Linked DNA regions of Macaca mulatta: region 1 is linked to region 2. A link is a contact called in public Hi-C data. All regions are on one chromosome and are shown on one strand. The core of a region is the stretch at or near the end of the contact, and the rest is flanking DNA. Distances in the headings are between cores, read along the strand shown. Region 1 holds the start of BCL6B (BCL6B transcription repressor). Region 2 holds the start of TEKT1 (tektin 1).

The links. Hi-C and Micro-C count contacts between places; a contact is called where the count stands out from the background.
Region 1: a Hi-C map of fetal cortical plate shows a contact between it and region 2, with 1.6 times the contacts expected there. The contact joins the promoter of BCL6B here to the promoter of TEKT1 in region 2. A contact is called at or near these places in 2 of 14 Hi-C or Micro-C datasets (fetal cortex germinal zone and fetal cortical plate).

Annotation. Positions count from the first base shown.
Region 1 is chr16:8,496,985-8,503,497 of T2T-MMU8v2.0, reverse strand. BCL6B (BCL6B transcription repressor) reads right to left here and starts at 4,854. Exons shown (of 9, transcript XM_001105202.5): 1 at 4,682-4,854; 2 at 3,930-4,120; 3 at 3,478-3,699; 4 at 3,034-3,381; 5 at 2,582-2,706; 6 at 1,154-1,318; 7 at 940-1,070; 8 at 688-825; 9 at 1-268. The coding sequence starts at 4,108. The coding sequence ends at 152.
Region 2 is chr16:8,299,122-8,305,964 of T2T-MMU8v2.0, reverse strand. It overlaps TEKT1 (tektin 1), which reads left to right and starts at 5,486. Exons shown (of 8, transcript XM_015118409.3): 1 at 5,486-6,058.

The DNA of each region.
Region 1 (6,513 bases), core at 3,605-6,104, 200 kb before region 2:
TGCTCTCCCCAGCGAGAAATTAAGATGGTGGCAATTTCTGATACCAAAGTGGCCTTGCACACCCCTATGCCCAAGCCTGATAGGGAAGCAAGGCCTGGGCCTGCAGCTTTCCCACCCACAGGAAGCAAGTGGGGTCTGGGCCTGCGCTCAGCTAGGGCCCCCCCAGAATGTGGTAGTGCACTTTGGTGTTGGTAGCAGCTCCGTGTTTCTGGCGCAGATGCAGCCGCAGTTGACTCTTGTGCCGGAAATGCAGGCCACAGGGGTCGCACTGTGGGAGGACAGCTGGGTCAGGTCCTGCCTCATCCACAATCACCTTTTAGGTGTTGAGCCGGGGCAGAGGGGGGGCCTGTCCAGTTCGCCCAAGAGGGAACTGTCCAGCGGAAGATCAGCTCTTTGACTCTCACATCCAAATCCTCAGGGGTGGCTGACGGGATAGACCCTGCCTTATTTAGCAAAGGTTCTCCCGCTTGTAGCTCCTCTCTGAGAAAACAGCGCTCAGCCCAGAGGCATCACTTCTATACCCGCCCATCCCTACTCCCAGCCTCCATCCCTTATTTGCTTGGACTCTTCCGGCCACCACTCATTTCTAAGGATCCAGGGACAGCCAGGCCTGCACCTCTCAGAGGCCACCCCTCGGCAAAGCAGAGGTAATTCTAAGGCACTGGGCAGGCCAGGTTGGGTACCCACGTGGTAAGGCTTCTCTCCGGTGTGGATGCGAACGTGGCTCTTGAGGGTCTGCAGGTGGCGGAAGCGGGTTCCGCAGGTAGGGCAAGGATAGGGCTTCTCCCCCGTGTGGATCAGCACGTGCGCCCGCAGATGTGCCACCTGGGAGGGAGGAGACTTCAAGTCCTGTCTCTGAGAGGGACAGATCCCTCCCTATTGGCCCACCCCACCTCTTGTGGGTTTGCCTTGGAAGCCACTTGGAGGCTGGCTCCGTACCTGTACAAAGCGTGAGCCGCACGTCTCACACTTATAGGGCTTCTCTCCTGAATGGATGCGGCTGTGCGTTTTCAGGTTTGCTGGCCGGTTAAAACGGGCTCCGCAGATTGAGCAGTGGTAAGGCTTTTCCCCTGGAGGCAGGGAAGATGGGGGGTCAGGGACTCTGCCCTAGGACAGCTGTGGGCTGGACGGCCAGGGCCCTCTCCTCCCCTACCTGTGTGCACTGTGCGGTGACTGGCCAGGTTGCCCTTGTAGCGGAATGAAGACCGGCACAGCTGACACTTATAGGGCTTGTCTTCATCCCCAGGAACCAAGGGGTCCAGCCCCGATGAGCACCCAGCCACAGCCTCACAGTTCTGGCAGCTGAAAAATTCACTTCCTGGGAAGGGGAGTGGGTAAGGGCAACCATAGTTACTAATGAGGGCTATCTAGGTACTACTGAAACCTCAAATCACGCAGTAGCGGGCTTTCTTTTTCCCAATTTATTGTTAAGACTTCTGGGGCTGGTTCGCCTTGCTCAAGGCCAAGTAAGGAGATAGTAAGATGAGCCAGATCTGACTCCACATCCTTCTGACTTGAGTACTCAGCTAATCTCCTCTTCAATAGTAGTGGTGGTGGCCAGGCGCGGAGGCTCACGCCTGTCATCCCAGCACTTTGGGAGTCCATGGCGGTCGGATCACAAGGTCAAGAGATGGAGACCATCCTGGCCAACACGGTGAAACCCGTCTCTACTAAAAATACAAAAATTAGCCGGGCGTGGTGGTGGCGCACGCCTGTAGTCCCAGCTGCTCGGGAAGCTGAGGCAGGAGAATCGCTTGAACCTGGGACATGGAGGTTGCAGTGAGCCAAGATCACGGCACTGCGTTCCAGCCTGGCGATAGAGTGAGACTCCATCTCAAAAAAAAAAAAAAAAAAAGCAGTGGTAGGTGGAGGCCCCTGCTAGTGGGAGGAGTTTTCAGTTTCTCCTCCTTTTTTTCTTTTGTTTTTGTTTTTTTTTGTTTTTTGAGATAGGGTCTCGCTGTGTTGCCTATGTTCGAGTACAGTGGTGTGATATCGGCTCACTGCAGTCTCCACCTCCCAGGTTCAAGCGATCCTTCCACTTTAGCCTCCTGAGTAGCTGGGACTACAGGTGTGCACCACCATGCCTGGCTAATTTTTATTTTTATTTTTTGTAGAGACCAGGTCTGACTATGTTGCCCAGGCTGGCCTTGAGCTCCTGGGTTCAAGTGATCCTCCTGCGTTGGCCTCCCAAAGTGCTGGCATTACAGGCATGAGCCACCGTGCCTGGCTAAAATCTCCTCCTCACCGGCACCACTCTGAATGACAGCCTGCCAGAGAGGCCCTGACAAGCTTTGGGCTGATCATTCAGCTCCGAAAGAGGATAGGCCAGAAATTCTCAAACTTTGCTGCTCATTGGAAGCACTTGGAGAGCTTTAGAAAAATACTGATGACTCGTTCCCAGGTCCAGATATTTCAGTCTATGGAGTGTGACCTGGGCGGTGAGAGTTTAAAAGCTTCCTAGGTGATTCTAATTTGTAATAAAGTTTAGCAACCATTGGAATAGGCCTTTCTGGGGGGCTTTTTTGGCACAAACTTGCCTGGAGCAGTCATGGGAGAAAAGCCAGGAAAGAGGGTCTCTTACCCGGTAGTGGTCGAGCCCGCTCAGAGGGTGATCCAGAGGTGTCTTGAGCCTGGGATGTGAGGAGGTGGGGGGTACTGGCCGGAGCCCCACATTTGAACTGCACAGTGGCAGCAGTTGGAGAGAGCCTAGGCAGATGGCAAGGCCCAGGGGAAAGGGTTAAAAGAGATTGTATGGATGGGGGATGGGGGTTCTCTCCTGGGAAATTTGGAGCCAAAGGCCTGCCCTCTGGAGGTGAGCCAATATTGTTGACCAATGAGCCACATCCATCGTACTGCCCAAGTGCCACCCTGCTGAATAAACCTGGTCTCTGGCCAGCTTCTTAAGGTGAGCTAGTGTCTCTGAAATGCACCCCCTATTTCCCTTCATCCTTCCTCCTGACCACGAAGGCCCAATGATTCTGTCTTCTAGCTGAGGTCAGCTCTGACAAATTCTTGAGGTTCTAGACTCTGTACCTGCTCTGGGGACCAGGAATGGGTCCTTCTTCACTGCTGCTGCTGCTGGAGGCCTCATCTCCACTGGGGAGCCTGGCTTGGGGGCAAGGTTGACCAGAACTCCTCTCCCCGACTAGGCTCCCTGCTTGGGAGGTCTGAGAGTTTAGCACGATGTACTTGTACTTTTTCCAGTTGCAGGCCTTGGGGTCGGGGCTGGCTGGACTGGGGGGGCCTTGACTGCAGCTTCGAGATTCAGTAGGTGGGTCTGGGTGTCCTTCGGAGCGCCTGGGACTGCCTGGTGGAGGGGCCGTTGGGGGTGTTGGGGGTTCTGCTTCCAGGGGCCGCAGGGAGATGCCCAGAGGTTCATAGCTGGGGAAAGTGTGATGAACGTTAGTGCCATTGCCTAATCTCTGCCTCTGCCCTTAATACCTCACCCACAGAGAACGCTGAGCCGGGGTCCCTCACCTGGCCTGGATGAAGCGGTGGCATGCCTGGACCACGTGCTCCATCTGCAAATAGGTGGCGGCCGCAAGGACTGCAGGTGCAGTGGCCGGAGAGAGGCGCAGGCGGGAAGTGTACATGAAGTCCAGTAGGGGGGCGAAGCCTCTCGCTTCGGGACCCCCGGGCAGAGAGAGCACGTCCACCCCGACTCCCGCACGGCCCCGGAAAATTGAGTAAAAGAAGCCACTGGAGAGAGAGCAGATAGGTCCCTTAGGGGCTGGGGAACCAAGGGAGACACGCGCCGCTTTAGGAAGCCCCGCCCCCTGAAAAGTCCCGCCTCCTCACTATCACCCCGCCCCCAATTCTCGGACGCTCCTCCTCCTGCTTCTGAAAGACTTGGCTTCGGATTCCCTTTCAAAGGCCCTGTGGTCCCACCCCTTTCCCATTTGGCCCCGCCCCTGCCCCACCCCTCGAACCTGCAGGCTATGAGAACTGCCTTGTGTGCCCTGAGGGGTTGCCCGCCAACCAGCAGCGTGACGTCAGTGAGGATCCCGCGCAGGCGCAGCTCGTTGAGGTTGCCCAGCACGTCGGAGGAGTGGCGAGTGAACTCGCGGACGTAGCCCAGCGCTCCCTCCGGGGCGGCGGGGGAACCCATAGCGACGCAGGCCTGTAGAGGCCGTGGAAAGTGCTCTGGATCCAGGCAGTTCTAAGACGCCTTCCCTCCTCTGTTTGCCTTTTCCTTCCGTGGTGCAGCTAGAGCCAGGGCCTCCAGCCCCTAGCCCCGGCACACGCAGCCTCCCTCCTAATTCTTCTTGTTCATTATACCCTCTACGACACCCTCGCTCCCTTGCCTCTTCCAGATCCCACAGCGCTTGGAGCCAGCTGAAGGTTCCACACCGCTGCGTCGTTGGCGAGCGTGGGGAATCCCGCGCCCATCGCCCTGGGTTCGACTCCCAGTGCCCCTCCAGCACCGCCACTCCCTTCTGCCCGCCTGTGTCTCAGGTGTCCGACCCTGCCTAGAGATCTGACGGCCTGCCGTCCACACACCTCCAAACCCCAGCCGAGGCTCTCTCCCCCGAACTACGGAATTCTGCGACTCCTATCTAGTCCCCAGATCCCTAGCTTAGCCCAGTTTCTGGGGCTCAGGCTTGCTGATGGCAAGCTCCACACGAGCTCCAACCCTCTTGGGGGACCCAGGAGTCTGGCTCCCTCAGTCTCTTGTTCTTACCCCCGTCCTGCAGGGGCCCGTCTTCTCTTCTTAAGGGGGGCGGGGTCTCTCTCCCCTCTTGGCCTGGGCTCCTTTATCTGGCCGGGATGTCGGGGGCGGGGGTGGAGGTGGGGTGAACGCCTGGGTCTGTATCCTTCCTTCCTCCCTCGCTCTCCAGATGGCGAGCCCAGGGCGGGGTCTCCGTCTCGAGGGCGGGACCTCAGAAACAAGGGGTGGTCGTAACGTAGGGGGTCTTGGGTCACTGCAAGTGGACACGAGGACGGGGATATTGGAATTGGGGAGGAGGTTAGGGATATCGAGGTTGGAAATACGGGAGTCTGAGTCGTCGGAAGGCCTGGGCCAGTGAAAATTGGTGTTTTGGCTTTTGGGAGGGTTTGCCAGGAGCAAAGTGCATACGGCACCCCCTCTCCCCTTCTTGTACTGTGTTAAGGGAGAAAAGGGGGATCCCAACGAGAAAGCAGGTTTGGGCAGACGACAGTGGGCTCCTGTGGGGTCTCAGACGGGGGAGGGTGTGGTGTGAATGACAGGCTCCTGTACCCGGGCCTACAAAAAGGGGGGCTCTGGCCGGGCGGGGTAGGGAGAGGGCGGATATGATTTCTAGTCGGTTTCCTTCCATTGTCCTGCGACCGGACGGCTCCGCCAGCTGCTTCCCCTCGAGGAGGTGGGGAAAGCCCCGAGGTGGGGGTGGAGGGGCGAGAGACGCTCGGGAGACCCAGGCGTCCGGCCTATCTTGCTCCCGACTCTCTTCTGAGTCCTTGTAGGGATCCAGAGAGACGGACTCCCGCCCAAAGCCCGCTCGCTTTCCCCCAATCCCAGCTCAGGAGGGCCTCGGGCACCCGCCCGTCGGCTACGCTTGAAGGCTGGCGGGACGCCGGGGTCCAGCGCGGCAAGTAGGCAAGGCTCTGCAATGTGCGGCTCCTTCCACGAGGGGGCGGCCGAGCACTGGCCTCGCCTCGCCCCTCGTCTCCACCCGGCCGGGGGTGCGCTCAGACCCGGGCGCAGGATCCATTCGGTCTGGGCGGCTGAAACCTTTAGCCTCCTCCCGTTTGCGCGGGTTTATTTTGCACCTCTGTCTCCTAGGAGGGGACTAGGGTTGGGCGGAGGGAGCTAGAGTTAGGGGACCGAGGGGACTTTCTCCTCAGGCTGGGGTTCCTACCTGAGGTGAGAAATCGTGGGCTTCAGGAGCCAGGGGAATGGGTGCGACAAGAAGGGGGACCTGAGCCTGGGAACTCCGGGTTTCTTTTCGAATTAAGCTAGACACTGCTACCCAGATGTCTTTGGAGGTGACTTTTAATTGCACATTAATATTAAAATTGGGTGGGGTAAACAAGAGAAGGGAAAACGAGGAGAAGGGAGAGAGGGCAGGAGGGGGCTTAACAACCCTAATTTGAAGTCCCTGATCTGAGAGATGGGCATGGATCACACCCTCATATTTTGTTTCGGGAGACATTGCGGGGAGGCAAGGCAAAGCTCATTTGGAGAAGGGGTGCTAGAGCTGAATCCAGCTGCAAGGCAGAAGCTCCCCGGATTTGGGCTGGGAAGAGTGTACAGTCGGCCAGGATTGACCGGCCATGGTCCATGAGGCTAGATATCAGGCCGGGGGCCCTCGCCTTCAGACCGGAGTGTGTCTTTATTTGAATGCATGAAAGAACAGCTGAGAAACCGGGAATTGGGAAATTCAGGACGATGAGGTGACGATGAGGTGGCTTTGACATGTGAGGGTTATTTAGGTCTCTGCCCAGCCTGGAGATGAGAATTAGACTAAGGGCTCCCTTTGGCATCAGGATGGAGTATTATTTGGTCAGTTGTGGGGTGCCTGTTTATTATGGGGT
Region 2 (6,843 bases), core at 4,237-6,736:
GGTCACCAGTTTCTTGTGTATCCTTCCAGAGATATTTATGTATTCACAAGCAAATATGTATATGTGTTTTCTTCCTCCCCTCTTATTTTTAGAAATATTTTTGAGGACAAAATAGGTAATATCAACTTTTCTGCTTCAGCTACTCAGGAGGCCGAGGCAGGAGGATCACACTGATTCTTTATTGTTTTTCACTGAAAATTATCCTTTGGAGGTCATTTCATTTGGTTACAAAAGGGTTCTTCCTCATTCTTTTGTAGCTTCATAGTTTCCAATGGTAAGGATGTACCATAATTTGTTTAGCAAGACACCTACTGATGGGCATGTAAGTTGCTTCTAGTCTTCTACTATTATCAGCGATGCTGAAATGAATAACATTGTGCATGCAGGTGCAGGTGTCATTCTAAAGCCATCTCATCGTTTCTTTCTTGCTTACTTTTGATTATATTTGGTCTTGTTTTTGGAATACTTGGTAAAACCCTGAATATGTTCAACATTTGGTTTGGTTGCCTAGAAAGCAGCCAAGAGCAAGCCTTCTAAGCCTGATCGAGTAGATACATATTCCCTGAGTGTCTCCAAAGCAAAAACCCTAAACCCTTAAAACAAAAGAGTTTCATAAAAGTTACTCCAGTAATTTTGGAGATGAGGGACTGCTCATCGTCCTCAAATTCAAACTGCCAAAGCACAGTCAAGATCCTGCTGTGATCAAGAGCCCAGACTTCCAGACGTAGGAGACAGCCTGGTAACAAGACTTCTGGCTCAGGACTGGGTGAGCAGAAGCTTACAGGAGAGTCTGTGGACGCAGATGGGGCGCTCAAAGGATCACGTACATAGCTGGTTTTTCTTTAAGGAGAGCCATACAGCGTATGATGAAGGGCAGGAAATAGCCACTTTGCTCAAACTCCAGAAGGCAAATAGGAACCAGACTTCAGAAAGGTCTAGTCCCGCCTCCAATGTTACACATTGAAAAGATCATTATGCACTATCTTGAAAAGGACTAACCTGTCTCTTAGGAGCATCTGAGTCAATGTGGTGCCCAGACAATGGGAATAGTGGTTAACATTACAGACTCTGGGGTCAGGTAATTAAAATCCCTGTTCTCCCATTTAGTAGCTGTAAGTAACTTCTTTGTGCCTCCTCTCTTCTAAAAAATTGGGTCATTAATCATAGCTTCCCTAAAGGGCTGTGTGTAGATTAAACGGGATAAGATCTCCAAAGTATTGAGCACAGTGCCTGGCACATAATATGTGCTTGATAAATGGTGGCGATGGTGATCCTTTGAGAAACAGGAAGCATTTCACAATTTAATTCTATACCACAAGCATGCTACTGGAACATTTCGTGAAGACTCGTAGAAATAAATACCTGTTCACATATTCTTGACTATCATGTTTCTAGCCTCAGGATTTTGATTTATTTTGTACTGTGGTGTCAATTACAGAGAAAAACCACATTCTAGAAACGAGAGATGGGGACCCTGAATGGGGCCTCATTTGTGAACTGTGCTGGGACATCCTGGTGTGTGCCATACAGTCCTGTAATTGATCAGCGTCCTTTGAATCTTTCCCATTTTTTTCTTCCTTGTTGATTGGCTGTGACCATCTGAAAGAAAGATGGTGGAGAACATCTCTTCATCCTTACTGACAGTGAAAATCTGTTATTTCAAAGGGGAAGCTCATGCTTTATATCCTCTTATTCTCCTAAGGGCCTCTTAAAAGCACACCACAGTTATTTGGTAGGTTAAAATTCCAATGAAAAGCTTTTAAGTTATCATGTTTGTTAACTGCTAATTTGGGGATAGCATCATGTAACAGGGGACTCAGTCCCTGCTACAGACCCAGGACACTGGGGTCTTGAATGCCCAGCTTCATACAATGGCCTGTGATATTGATACTTATTATAAGGCGTAGCGAGAATAAAAGGCTGGTTCTTATCAATGAACTCACTGTTATCAATGAACTCACTGTTCCACAGTGAAACTGAAGATGGAAAACAATTCACATCTTACCAATACCCTCATATGAGGGAAGTTTTTCCCCCTTATCCAGGTGCAGTTCAGTGAGGAAGTTGACACGGATTCCAATACCACTGGCAGTGCTAGCAAAACAGAGGTCAAGGGTCATAGTGGCCACTGTATGAAAGTTAAACAAGAAGTGAGTAAGATCTGATGTTTGGGAAGTGAATAAGATCTGACGTTTGGGTAGCACTTTTGCATCCATAAAATGCTCAGGAGAGCATGACAGATTTATCATGGATGGGAAACCTGAGGCTCATCCGTGGTGAGATCTGAGCTGGAAGCCAGTCTTCAGGCCCCTGGCTAAGTGTGTCGTCTCCTAGACATACTGCCTCTGTTCATTTCCCTCCGAATTCTTCTGGTTTCAAAATGACTAGTTAGCTCTGTCTCAATGCTCTCACACCTCCTGCTCTTTTAGCAGCTGCCCTATTTGTGTCATTTGTTTACTTAAATCATTTATTATAGAGTTTCTGCATTTTTATATTCTTTTAAAAGAGATAATGTATTGTACAACTCTCAAAAGGCAGAAGATTATTCAGTAAAGTCTCCTTTCCCCTCCACATCCCAGCCATCCAGATCTCTTTCCAGCAACCAGTGTTACCAGTTTCTTATGTATCTGTCTGGAGAAATTCTATGGGTACACAAACAATTACATTCTACCATTTTCTATCATCACAATGGTAAAATATTATATGTATGATTCCTCGGAACCTTGCTTTTTTCATTTAATATATCTTGTTGGTCACGCCATATCAAAGAGATGTAAAAAAGATTTCTAATTATATATTTTACAGTAAAAAATACTCTATGACTGTTTCATAATGTATTTAACCAGTCTCCTCTTGGTGGACATTTGGGATATTTAAATTTTTTCCTACTAAGAACAACTTTGCAATGAATAACTTTTTCCACACAGTTACATCATTTTGCACATGTGCAGATGTATCTGTAGGATAAATCCCTAGATGTAGAATCGAACAGCTGTGTCAACAGCTGTGCATCTGTAATCTCCACAGAAGGCAGAGACTGTGTTTTATCTTCATCTATCCTTAGTGTCTAGCACAGGTCTTGATACTTCATAGATGTTCAATAGGTATGTGGACAAATTAATGAATGAGTGATTTCAGAGAACGAGTTCAGAGAGTGGTCAACAAATCTTTGTGGAACAAATCAATGAATGAGTTCAGAGAATGAATGAGTTCAGAGAATGAATGAGTTCAGAGAATGAATGAGTTCAGCTGGGATGATCATGAAGGGCATGGTGACTTTTGGCACCATCTCTTGTATTTCATATACTATTCTGAAAATGACATCAAAATTTAATGTTCTTCCTACTTATAACTTTCTTCTGCAGGTTTTTATTTTTTATTTATTTTTAGGTTTTTAGAGACAGGGTCTTACCATGTTGCCCAATCCGGTCTTGAACTTCTGATCTCAAGCAATCCTCCCGCCTTGGCCTCCGAAAGTGCCAAGATGACAGGTGTGAGCCACCATGCCCGGCCCTTGTGCAGCTTTTAACTTTTCTCAGAATTTGTATTTGTGTATTTTTTAACTCATAAAAATTAAAAAACATTTTAATAGACAGGGATCTGTGTCACCCAAGTTGGAGTACAGTGGTGTGATCAGAGCTCACTGCAGTCTTAAACTCCTGAGCTCAAGCCATCCCTCCCAGGCATCCCAAGTGACGGCACTTCAGGCATGCAGCATGGAGCCTGACATCGTTTATCTACTTTTTATCGATCAGAAGAGACATAATTTCAACTCCCCACGTGGTTATACTTCTGGGTTATGAATCATAGTTTGTAAAACTCCGCTTAAAGATGTTCTTCAAAACTTCTTTGGACTTTTAGTTGTAATTTGGACTGATTGCTTTTTAGTTCTACAGCTATTACACTGAGCCTTGTTTTCAGCACACAGCTGGGTCGATTCCACTATGTCTTATATCCAAATATCCAATGTCTTCTTCTTTCTGGATTTTTCACTTTTGCTCTATTTTTTTTTTCCATAAAGAATGTACAGCTCACCGTTTTGAGTACTGGCATGTCCAAAGAAGTCCTCATTTTGCTCTCATACATGAAATGCTTTGAGTGGTTGTAGAATCCCAGATTGGAAATAATTTTCTATAGAATTTTGAAGGCATTATTCTAGCATCATTTCTAGCAACCATCATTTCTAGCAACCTGTGTTAGAGATGAAACGCTTGATACCTATTCTTTCTTTTTCTCCCTGTTCTTTGAATTAAGAAATTCCACCAGAATAGGTATAAATATAAAGTTGGCCCTTCATATCCATGGATTCTACATCCTTGGATGCAATCACACGCAAATCAAAAATATTCAGGAAAAAAATTCCACAAAGTTCCAAAAAGCAAAACTTGAATTTGTTGCGCTCTGAGTGCTGTGTTGAATCCATGCGAATGAAGTGACGAGTAGGCATTGTTAGGCATTGTATTAAGTATGTATTAGACATTGTATTAGGCATTGTATTAGGTATTATATTAGGTATTAGATGTTGTATAATGTATTAGATATTGCATTGAGTATTGTATTAGACATTGTATTAGATATTGTATTAGGTACTGTATTAGGTAGTAGGCATTCTATTAGGTATTGTATTAGGTATTAGGCATTGGTTTAGGTATTGTATTATGTATTGCATTAGGCAGTGTATTAAGTATTGTATTAGACATTGTATTTGGTATTGCAGCAATCTAGAGATGATGTAAAGTATGTCTATCTAGGGATATGCATAGGTTATATACAAATACTACAGCACTTTATATAAGAGACTTGAGAATCTGCAGATTGTGGTATCTGAGAGGGATCCTGGAGCTAATCACTATATGGATTATATGTATAATCCACAGGGAGGACTATAAGTAAGGAGTGGGCGTGTGTGTGTTAATTTCAGGTGGGTCGTTAATCTTTTTTTTTTTTTTTTTTCTGGCTCTGCCGCCCAGGCTGGAGGTGCAATGGCGCAATCTCAGCTCACTGCAAGCTCCGCCTTCCAGGTTCACGCTATTCTCCTGCCTCAGCCTCCCGAGTAGCTGGGACTACAGCTGCCCACCACCATGCCTGGCTAATTTTTTGTATTTTTTAAATTAGAGACAGGGTTTCATCATGTTTTCCAGGATGGTCTCTATCTCCTGACCTCGTGATCCGCCCTCCTGGGCTTCCCAAAGTGCTGGGATTACAGGCGTGAGACACCGCGCCCGGCCTTGGGTCATTAATCTAAAGACTTGAGTCTTCAGCTCAGGTTATGTCTCTCACCTTCATAATTGTTTTGCCATTTTTTTTTCTTTCCTTCTGGAAGTCCTACTTGACAAATATTAAATCTTCTGGACCTATCCCCTCTGATTTAATTTTTCTCCCATATTTTCCATCTCCTAGTGGATGTAGAGTGACTTCTGGAGTGTTTGTCTGAAGGCGTCCTACTCACACCTACCCTCAGGGAGTGCCCTATCGGGCGTCCCACGCAGAAATAAGCCAGTGGTGGTAACAGACCTATACAAACGCTGGAGGAAACTCATTGGAGCTTACATAATCCATCAACTTGCTTTCCTGATTTTTAACCCTCAATTTCACCTGCCACTGCGAGGGCCTGGAGGCATCACTCAGCCCAACCCCACTGTATACCCGGGGAGTCCGAGACCCGGGGTACAGCGCGACCCGAGATGATTCGGCCTGCGGGAGGGCCCGGACTGGACGCAGGTCTCCTGACTCCCAGCTCGGGGCTTTGGCTGCTGTATTCTGCTTGGTGACCCGCGTCTTCGCGGTAGGTTGAGGTGGCCGCAGCATCTGGCCTTACCCTTCTCACACGCCACACTCCCGGGTCTCTGGCTCTGGAGTCCGCAGAATTTGCGCCTGCGCCAAGCCACTGAGGCAAGGCTGCTCCGGGCGGAACCCGCCCTCTTTGCCCTGGCAACGCGTCACTTGTTGTCATGGAGACCGCGATGTTTACCTCTTTGTTCTGCAAGAGCTGGAAGCTCCATTTAGGGTAAGGAGGCTCCCATCCCGAGCTTGCGAAGTGGTTCTGTGTGGCGCTGAGGTAAGTAAACCTTGACCCTATCCCACCGACCCCCACCCGCAACCCTCCCCGCCTAACCAAATCCTCATGGCGTGGGGATGAGCCCTAATTTAGGTCCCCACCTCTCTGAGGACTACTCAGACTTATCCAGGAGTCTTGGGTTAAATGCTGGGCTCCACACTCAGATAAATTTGGTAGAAGTCATAAAAGGGACTGGACTAGGAAGAAATGGAGAAACTCCATGTTGTCTGAGGGGGCTGGGTGGGCTGCGGTTCTCAGCCTGGTCAAGATCTGACTCTAGTTTCATCCTTACATATGTGAAGGCTTCAGAGATCCAGAGGCCCCTAAAAGCAGCGGCTCAGACTTTGAGGTAGAGTTGGAATTGGGGGCAGATTTCAGCCCTATCTGAGGAAGACAGTTCTCACGGTCCATCAGAGTTGTATGGAGATGAAGTGGGTAATTTTAGTGTTTCCATTGCCGACAGCTTCTGCCAGCTGGCTTCCCCTGTGTTGTTCCCCTTCCTGTCCTCTCCTTTCCTTTGTCCTGGAAGTTTTTAGATTCTTTTACGTGTTGAACAGGTTCGATACCCAGTTGTCAGTTTACACGTCACATTTCTTCTTCTTCCTCTTCCTCTTCTTCTTCTTCCTCCGCCTCCTCTTCCTCCTCCTCCTCCTTCTCCTTCTCCTCCTCCTTCTCTTTCTCCTCCTCCTCCTTCTCCTCCTCCTCCTCTTTCTCCTCCTATTCTTCCTCCTCCTCCTCCTCCTCTTCCTCTTCTTCTTCTTCTTCTTCCTCTTCCTCTTCCTCTT